2 separate regions of the Mus musculus genome follow, and region 2 is linked to region 1. Evidence: chromatin contacts called from public HiChIP or PLAC-seq data. All regions are on one chromosome and are shown on one strand. The core of a region is the stretch at or near the end of the contact, and the rest is flanking DNA. Distances in the headings are between cores, read along the strand shown. Region 1 holds the start of Tpd52l2 (tumor protein D52-like 2). Region 2 holds the start of Rtel1 (regulator of telomere elongation helicase 1).

Evidence for each region. HiChIP or PLAC-seq counts read pairs in DNA pulled down with a chosen protein or histone mark.
Region 2: a contact with region 1 is called in an H3K27ac HiChIP or PLAC-seq map of embryonic stem cells, with 4 times the contacts expected there. The contact joins the promoter of Rtel1 here to the promoter of Tpd52l2 in region 1. A contact is called at or near these places in 2 of 39 promoter capture datasets (macrophages and neural stem cells), 1 of 484 Hi-C or Micro-C datasets (uterus), 8 of 115 datasets of contacts at active chromatin or transcription factors (the SCID.adh cell line, bone marrow-derived macrophages, embryonic stem cells and 2 more) and 3 of 9 other capture datasets (adipose tissue, liver and pancreatic islet).

What each region holds. Positions count from the first base shown.
Region 1 is chr2:181,495,014-181,499,817 of GRCm38.p6, reverse strand. Tpd52l2 (tumor protein D52-like 2) reads right to left here and starts at 2,676. Exons shown (of 9, transcript NM_001373959.1): 1 at 2,486-2,676. The coding sequence starts at 2,504.
Region 2 is chr2:181,316,453-181,321,168 of GRCm38.p6, reverse strand. It overlaps Rtel1 (regulator of telomere elongation helicase 1), which reads right to left and starts at 1,445. Exons shown (of 34, transcript NM_001001882.3): 1 at 1,313-1,445; 2 at 112-363. The coding sequence starts at 213.

The DNA of each region.
Region 1 (4,804 bases), core at 1,427-3,926:
AGTGTCAAGTAAGAATGGAAGGAGATGGGTCACCAAAGGGGGACAGGAGAACATGAAAACTAGAAATACCTCTAAAAGCCTATGATGATGGTCTGCACAATGGACGGAGAACAGCTATTTCTTGGGCACATGAGATGCAAACCCAATATCACCTTGTGCTGCTAGAGTACAAGAAACACTAGCTAAGGCAGCCAAACCTTAGGATCTGTTTCACTTGTGAAAATACTACCTTTTACGGTAAGGAAACCCTGCTTTAAAAAAAGTAGTTCAGGGGGCTGGAGAGATGGCTTAGCAGAGGCCATGGAAGAATGCTGCTTTTACTGGGTTCCCTAGCCTGCTTTCTGATACCATCAGAACTACTTACACAGGGGTGACAGGGAGCTGGGTCCTCCCACATCAATCAATCAAGAAAAGGCCTACAGGCCATTCCTATGGAGGATTTTCCAATCCTTATTTTATCAGTTATGATTCCTTCTCCCAAAGGGCAGTGATGGCGCACACTTTTAATCCAGCACCTGGAAGGCAGAGGCAGGTGGATCTCTGTAAGTTCCAGGCTAGCCTGGTCTACAGAGCTAGTTCCAGGACAACAAAGGATATACAAAGAAACCCTATCTGGAAAAACAAAAAATTAATTTCAATTTTTTTTCCTACATAACTCTAATTTGTGTCAAGTTGACATAAAAACTAACCAGTACTCAGAATAACCAAATTTTATGTGAACCTGGCTGGAAAATAAGCTATCTTTAATACTTGGTGATGATGCCAGTGGCTTCAAATTCATCCTCTCCCTCGTTCTCCTTTCCTTTTTTTTGTGATGCCAGGCTAGAACACAACCTCATACATAATTGGGAAAGACCTTTCCCAACACTGCTGTGTAATAGTTTCCTCTGAGATTGAAACATTCCATCCAGCAGGGAAACCTTTACGCAGAAAGGTAAACAACTCAAAATAGCTTCAGGAAATCCCCAAAACTAACTAGAATCACGTTGTCCCTCCCAGTCAGAGTCAACAATAAAAGCTGAGAGTCCCTCACAGCTTGAAACTGAGCTGCAAAGATGACTCAGAAGAGAAAGGTTTCAAAGCCGAGTTTTGAGACCAGAGCAGCTGCCCAGAAGAAGCAGATACCAGGCCAATTGCTTGGAAGAGGTAAACCTCTTTATAACTGAGGCTCCTCGAAAGGACACTTTCCAACCTGTTGAGCTGCCTGCAGGCTGTGTATTGTGTTCAAGGTTCTCAGCTTTGTGAACTATCACCCAGGTTGGGGTGGAATTTGCTGTTGCGACCATCTTTGGGTCATTTCTGCTCCTGTAAGTAACCCCTTGCCCATATCCCTGTAAATAACCCTAATAATGCACATTACTTCACTAAAGTAGACTTTGGTGGTATCTGTACCTTTGGTCTGTTCTGAGTTCCCTAGCTGGGATGAGTAGATAGATGTGTGATGCATCTTCCAGGAAAGGTTTTTTTTTTTGGGGGGGGGGTTGTTTTTGTTTTTCGAGACAGGGTTTCTCTGTATAGTCTTGGCTGTCCTGGAACTCACTTTGTAGACCAGGCTGGTCTCCAACTCAAAAATCTGCCTGTCTCTGCCTCCCAAGTGCTGGGATTAAAGGCGTGTGCCACCACACCTGGCTTCCCAGGAAACATTTTGTCACACAACAATGACTGAGTCACATCCTTAGCAGTGTCATTCCAGGGACCAGAATCTACTACTTAAAGATGAAAATAAAACAGTAGATAGCCTTCTGAATTTGCAAATTCCCTTCACAGTAGAAAAAAAAATCCAGAATGTATAAAAACCCAAAATTCTAATGCTTAGGTAATGTGTTAGTGCAAGCCAAACAGTAGAAAGGTTTTTTTTTAATTTAGCCAGTGTAGTTAAGTAAGCATCCCCAGTGTACCACCTTCTCAAGATTTTAATCTCCTGAGCCTGAACCACACTTCTCCGTAGCAACTCCTTACTGGCCTCAGGTGTCTGTTTTGGCAACAGATCTGGTGTTCTGGGTGTGCCCCTGACTCACTCAACCCTTCTCCCTTGAGAATCTCTAAGTAGGCTACAGTGGCGTTACCACCCAAGAGGCGCTGCTCCAAACACAAGGATAGTTGCACCGCCCCTTCCCCGTAGGGAGCCGCCCACAACGTCTCCGCAGGAGCCTAGCACCAGATGTGGTATCCCCTACGGCCCAACGAAAGATAAAGAGCTGCAGAGCCAGCGAGAGGACAGAGGGTGAAGCGCATTAAGGAGAAATGTCTGGAGTTATGAAACTCTAGGAACTGAGAGGGAGCCGAGGAACGCCGCTTCGCAGTGCTCCGAAGGGAGGCCGAGGCGCCAGGGCACACACAGCAAGACCATCGGGAGCCTTGAGGTCAAGGGCCTCTTGGCCGAAGAGAAACAGCGGATTGGTTTGGCAGAGGCTGAGGGGGGGCCGAGTCGCGACTCGGAGGGCGGGAATGCGGCACAGCCCCTGCCCATCCACGGTGCGGGTACCTTGGCTAGCAGAGTCCATGTTCAGGCGGCAGCTGGGTGTAGCTGGCGTCGGTGCTGGGATCGCAGGTCCTACAGGAGCCCAGCCCCGAGGACTGCAAGCTGGCAGCTTCGTACACACGAGCCAGTGGAACTGTAGGGCCGCAGTCGCTTACGTAATCAGCGACGCGCCGCCTTCCTTCCGCTCGGGTTCGTACTCCGCCTTCTTCCCGCCCTCGGTGAAGTAGTGTCCAATAAGAACGTCTTCTGGCCCCACCTAAGACAAATCTTTCAATTTGATAGGTCAGACTGCAGCGAAGCAGGAAGCAATGCTTCTAGTCTGGTTCCACAGTAAGATTCTAGGGTGAAAAAGGGCAGAACAGCTGAAGCTCGAGGCATGGGTGGTTCGGATTGTGTTGCAGTTCGCCGACTTCCCACCTTTAACCTCGGCTGCCCACAAGACTTCTGACTTTGCACCTCGACAGGTCAAACTCAGGCCTATGTACTCCCCAGTCCCCTGTCAACCTCTCCCCACCCCCTGTAAATTCTTTTGGTTTTTGAGTCAGGTTGCTTGCAGCAAAGGACGACCTTGAATTTACTGTGATCTTCCTGCGTCCACCTACCTAGAGCTAGAATTACAGGAGCAAACCATCACAGCTGATTTATACCGTATTGGGGATCGAGAATTCAGAGCTTAATGCATACTGGGCAAACATTGTACCAATTAACTTGCTTTTGCAACCTCTTTATGGAGACTTTTTATTGTCTAGGGAGTGCACTAAAAGTGTAGAGAGCGCGATTCGTCTTCTTGCCCTGCAGGTGCCGCTGTCTCCAGCTGGATTCCCACACTAGTAGGCCAGCTGTTTGGGGGCTGCTGGGCGGCTTGTATTCTGGTACTGGAAGAGTTCACACAGCACTGAACACCTCAGGGACCTGTTGGACCCTCCAAATAACTGAAGCCCAGCCCAGTGTAAGCACTCCGGTATTTTCTCACTTTCTTTTCACAGCATCAGGTGAGCCAGCACTGGCGCCCCCTCCCAGTTTACAGATGAGCAAACTGAGGCTAAAGTAAATTTCCAAAGATCACTCCAGAGCTTTGAGGTTCTTTTTTTTTTTTTTGATTTATTTATTTATTATATGTAAGTACACTGTAGCTGTCTTCAGACACGCCAGAAGAGGGCGTCAGATCTCGTGATCAGATGGTTGTGAGCCACCATGTGGTTGCTGGGATTTGAACTCCTGACCTTCGGAAGAGCAGTCGGGTGCTCTTACCCACTGAGCCATCTCACCAGCCCCGAGCTTTGAGGTTCTTATGGTTTTAGTGTGTCAACACTGACAGGAGAACAAGAGTGCCCCCCCGCCCCATTCCAAATGAGGAAGTCGTGACCATTGGGCAACTCTCTGCTAAAAGCAAGCCTTCCAATTTCTTTTGGCCCTTAATATTTTTCAGAAGAAAAAAAATCCTTAAAACAATATTCCCCCTCTTTCAGAATTGTCCCACCTACAAGATTGAATTTTCAGGGCTGGTTAGATGGCTCAGTAGTTAAGAGCATTGACCACTCTTCCTGAGTCCAATTCCCAGCAATCACTTGGTGGCTTACAACCATCTGTAATGGGATCTGATGCCCTCTTTTGGAGTGTCTGAAGACAGCTACAGTGTACTCATATACATAAAAAAGGTTGAATTTCCCTCTCCAGCTAGGCCCCAGTGAGTACTAGTTCCTAGATGCTTCCCACTACCTGTTCCTTCTCTGGCTCTTCTCCCTGCACGTGTCTTCTTGCACAGGACTAGGTGCTTCATTGAATGTGACAGTATCCTGTTCAAGGCTGTCCACTAATATATCTTCTCCATTTACCATTTTGCTTAACCCAGCCTGGTCAGCCCCTGCCCACAGGGCTGGAAACCACAAGAGCATTAGTCCCTTCTTCATGTAGTGAGTGACCACAGTACAGACAGTGGAAAGCTGAACATCTGACATTCATTTTGCATTCTTGAGCCATGAACAAGACCCAGACCTAGCTTAGGTCTGGCCCAAGATGACACCCAGTAACAAGTGGGTAACATTAACATCTGGTAACGATTCAGGATCTCTAGGACTCACGCCACTCTGTGCCCTGTTAATATAGGTCTGCAGTCCCTCTGTAAATCTCCCCTCCATAGAATACAGAAATGAGAAGGGGGTACCGCACAGCAGCATCTGCTGAGACCTGCTAGCAATGAGACCCTGTAGTGCCAGGAGTCTCCTTTCACTGGGAACTACTTGAATCTTTCGTTAGTGTTCTCTTCTCAGGAGCTACCCTGTAGCCCAAGCCAATGTGAAAGGCACTTTCCTGTGACTCCAC
Region 2 (4,716 bases), core at 196-2,695, 180 kb after region 1:
CAGACAAACCCAGTCTGGAATGGATGAGGGTAGGGCTACAGTAGGGGTTTGCTGAAGGTATGCCCTCATTGCCCCCTCTCTAAATTACTGTCTTGAGCTTTGTAGCTTTACCTTCTGGAGACATTCTAGCACCTTGGTCATATATTCCTGTTGGCATGGGTAGGGCTGGAAAGGAAAATCCACTGTCACACCATTCAGGACTACCCTGGGCATATCAGCCTATACTGAGGAAGACACGGTGGTAGGCCAAGATGCAGGCTGTCTGGGTCTGTGAGACAAACCCCTCTGATCATCTCAGTGTTTCAGCCACTCCAGGTAAGTGTTGGCAGCATGTGGCATCAGGTTTCCCTCTGTAAGAATTCCCTACAACACAGATAAGAAGAAATCAGCCTTTGTAGCCACAGACCATTACACCAATCATTTTAGGAAGCTGTCCTTGTAGGGTCAGAAAATCTGTTATTTCCCTATCAAAAGGTGCTTAGAGCCTATCATGGTGGCACACGCCTTTAATCTCAGCTCTCAGGAGGCAGAGGCAGGGGTATCTCTTAAGTTCGAAGCCAGCATGTCCAGGGAGTTCCAGGACAGCCAGGGCTATGTAGACCCTGTCTCAAAAAATAAAAAGGAGCTTAGAGATCTAAAGATGATCCCCTGGCTCACCCAATTCCATCCTAGACTGAAAAGCAAAGCAAAGCAAAAACCCAATGTAGTTATCAAAACAAGCACATTTTCAGCACTCTACCTGCAACTCTTCAAAAAGTCTGTGACTAAGAACCTAGGAGCATCCCCTTGTGGCCTGGACCTGAACACAAAAGCGTGGAATGTCTCCAACCTTTGATGCTCTTAAGATTGGGGTCATGCATCATTCGGTCCAGGTGTGCACCCGAATGCAAATAAAGTAGTAAAACAGGCAGGGCGTGGTGCTCCAGCCTTAGTTCCCAGCACTCAGGAGGAAAAAACAGATGGATCTCTGAGTTCGAGACCAGCATGGTCTGCAGAGCGAGTTCCAGGACAGCCAGGAATACACAGTGACATCCTGACACGCAAAACCAAAACCAACCAAACAAAGGTAGCAAAACAGAATCATGATCTGTTCAGCCCTCCGCAAGTCACTAAACTTCTCCAGACCTCCAAGTCTACTGACAGGCGAAAATCTATCCGCCGTCTTGGAACTAGCCCAGGGAGGCGCCTCTAGCTAGACACTGGCAGCAAGAGCCCGGGACCCAGAATGCACCGCGGCACTTCAGAACTAGCGAGTGCGTGATCTATGACCTCTATCCACTCAGATAAAACTGTCAAGCGACTCCCAGCTCACTTGTCTCGGTAGGGCTGCCTTTCAAAGTCCGGTATCAAACAACTGTAAAGACACGGATCCCGCGTGCTCCGCAGTCCGCTGATTGGAACTTCGCGGGCAGATCCGTGTAGCCACGCCTAAATGCTACACTTCCGTTTCCTCCCTTCCGGTCCGCTACTTTGCACCCGGGCGGAAACCGGGTTCCGCGACTTCTGAGTCAGCAGGTTCCCTCGCCTCTGGACGCCAGGGGGCTGGGGGCTGGGGGGTGGGGCTTCGTGCAGTGGACCTGGCCTCATCTCTGTATTCTATCCAAAGCACTTAATATCGTCTAGAGTCTCGCTTGTCTCCCACTCTTTTTGCTTGTTTGTTTCGAAACAGGTTTTCTCTCTGTAGCCTTGATTGCCCTAGAGCTCACTCTGTAGACCAGGTTGACCTGCCTCTTCCAAGTGCTGGGATGAAAGGCGTGCACGCCCGGACACTCATCCCCACTTTTGCATTATAAGCTCCATCTTCTGGAATCTACTAGTTCATTTGGCCAGGCCACTTACATTGTCCGCACAACTAAACAAATCTAAAGCTTTCTTGTGGTTACTGACCTCAAGTCACAAAAGGCATCTTTTCACAGCTGGAGTATATAAAATCCAAATGGCTGCATCTTACCTAGACCCCCACCCCACATTAAGAGTTCTCACTGCCTCCTCTCTCACCCAGGGTCCAGCTTATTTTCCAATCAGTGTCTGCTAGCTGTCAGGTGAGTTCCTCTAAATCTCTAGCACCTAGCACTAGCTGACAGTCAACAAGGAGCTCCAGGGAAGAGAGAGCTGCAAAGTCCTTCAGGGCGGTGCTGACATCAGAGGTGTTTGTTTATTTCAGGCAATCCCAATAGGTATTAGAAAGAAATTGACATTTCAGTGGCTGGCTCTCCACTACTAATAGATACTTGTTTCAGAGCTTCTCTTTAATACCCAGGTAGTTTCCCACAGAAATGCCCATACTTGTGCATGTGAGATCATACTTACAGAACACCCTGACAAACCTATAGATTTCCTTCAGACCCTCATCTCTTATTGGGAATTTGAAGATGAAGGAGGCCACACACACTGGGATGGCACCAATTCCAGGCAAAACTTTCTGGGCTACTAGTGAAGCTGAGACATGAGCTGATTCATCTGCTGCTTGGGTTCACATCAAGACAAGTCTAGTTCACAGCACATAGGTAGTTGCTTTGAGGCAGCATGCCCAGCTTATAATGAAACTATCCTGGAAGGAATGAATATATTCTAAGAGATGCATATGATCTTCCTTTTGACTATCAGGCCATTTAAACAATGGACCCCCCAGAAATTGGAATTCCCCAGGAAAGGAAGGAAAAGAGTGAGGGGTACCAGACAGAGAAGGGACTCTTCTTAGGGAAGAAGATTTTATGCAGTTATGACAACTTGTCAGACCACTGTGGCAAAGAGACTGAAGCTAGAGATGATGGTTAGGACCCAAGGCTGCATAGTAATGTACACATCATCCAAATAAACCTAAGGATCAGAGCTGTAAGGATCATTTGGGAGATAATTGGACTTCACTGTTCCTCTGCCCAGTGTTGCCATATTGAAAAAAAAAAATCCTAGCTGGGCGGTGGTGGCACACGCCTTTGATCCCAGCACTTGGGAGGCAGAGGCAGGAGAATATCTGAGTTGGAGGCCAGCCTGGTCTACAAAGTGAGTTCCAGGACAGCCAGGACTATACAGAGAAACCCTGTCTCGAAAAAAACCAAAACAAAACAAAAAAATCCTTTTCTATTTTCACTATTACATTGTCTACTTTTTTTTTCCTCTGTGAATAAAACACTATCTCAATTATAGGGTAGATGTAAACCAACCACACATAAGATTGTGATAAGTATAAAGAAGAGAAATTATATTAAAGGGTTCCCCTGACTAGAGGCCAGGAAAGACTTCCATGAAGACTGTTGTGGGAATATTTTGGGAAAAGCTATGTTGCGCTTAGCTATAGGACTTAGTCATAGCAAATCTTCTAGAAAGTAAGGAACTAAAACAGGCTAATAAGAACTGAGTAAAGAGACATTAATCTAAGGACTCCCGCTATGTTCAAGAGTATATTAATGGCCGGGCGTGGTGGCATACGCCTTTAATCCCAGCACTCAGGAGGTAGAGGCAGGTGGATTTCTGAGTTCGAGGCCAGCCTGGTCTACAAAGTGAGTTCCAGGACATCCAGGGCTACACAGAGAAACCCTGTCTCGAAAAGACAAAAAAAAAAAAAGTATATTAATGTCTACCTTGAGGTCTGGGAGGTTGGGAATGACTGGGTCTTCCTGTATCTGTCTCTAGGAGCCTCCTCATTGCCAGCAGCTGCCGAGTACCAGGATTCTGCTTCACCTTTCTTGTCCTCTTCTCTCTGATGTCTTCCCAGCCCCAGCATATGACACAAGTTTTACAGGGACTTGCTGAATGACTGAGTATCCTTCTGAGGTGCCAGACTTCTCCTGCACAGTCCAGAGTGAATTCAGATCAGTAAAGAATTCTAATCTGTAATCTCTCCGCAAAACAGCTGCTCATGAACTTTCTTTAGTTGAATTTGGTAAAAACTCAAGGCCTGCTCCCAAACATGGCACCATTCTGAGGCAAACATTTAATATGCCTATTGTACCTTTAGTATTTGTTCTTACTGAGTGCCCAGCACTGTGCTAGGGACAAACAACACAGCTGGTCTGTGGAGTTCAAACAAGGACAGAAGTTTATGAGGGAGTACGCCCAAGGTGAGATTATGGCAGTTCAGTCCTATGATGCTTTTCTATCTGCAAGAGAAGACTGGAAAGTTGGGAAGGTTACTTCTCTTCTCTTGATCTCAGCAACTGAGTTTAGCCTCTGGAGGAGAGTCCATCTAAAGCACACTATAATACCCAGATGCAGGTACAGTAAGTAACTTATCTAGAGGACGTGGCTGCTTCCAAAGGGGTCAGCACCATTATTAGGAATAGATTTGTGTGCTTCTCCCTCCTTCCAGCTCCCTCCCAAAGCAGAATTCCAATGTACACACAGAACTGTGTTTTCTCCATGTGAATGAGCTTGGTATTTCTACATTAAAAAGTACCACAAGTAAGCATCTCAAGACAGTATCTAGTACAATTTCCTCCATCTCTTGGAGTCTGGCACCATGGTTTCATCTTATACCCAAAATGTAGAAACTCAGGGAGGTCAGAAACTTCCCCTCCAATAGAGATTGTCGTGTCAGAGCTGGTGCTGGAACCTGCCTCTAGCTCACACCAAAGCCATGTACTAAGTTTCATGTGTTAGCTCCTTACTTCTATCTAGGGTTTCTGAAGGCAAATCATGAATCTAGGTATTCATGTTGGCAGAATTTGCTTCCAGTCGTGGTAGCTTTAAGGTCTTGCTGACTACAAGATGGCAATA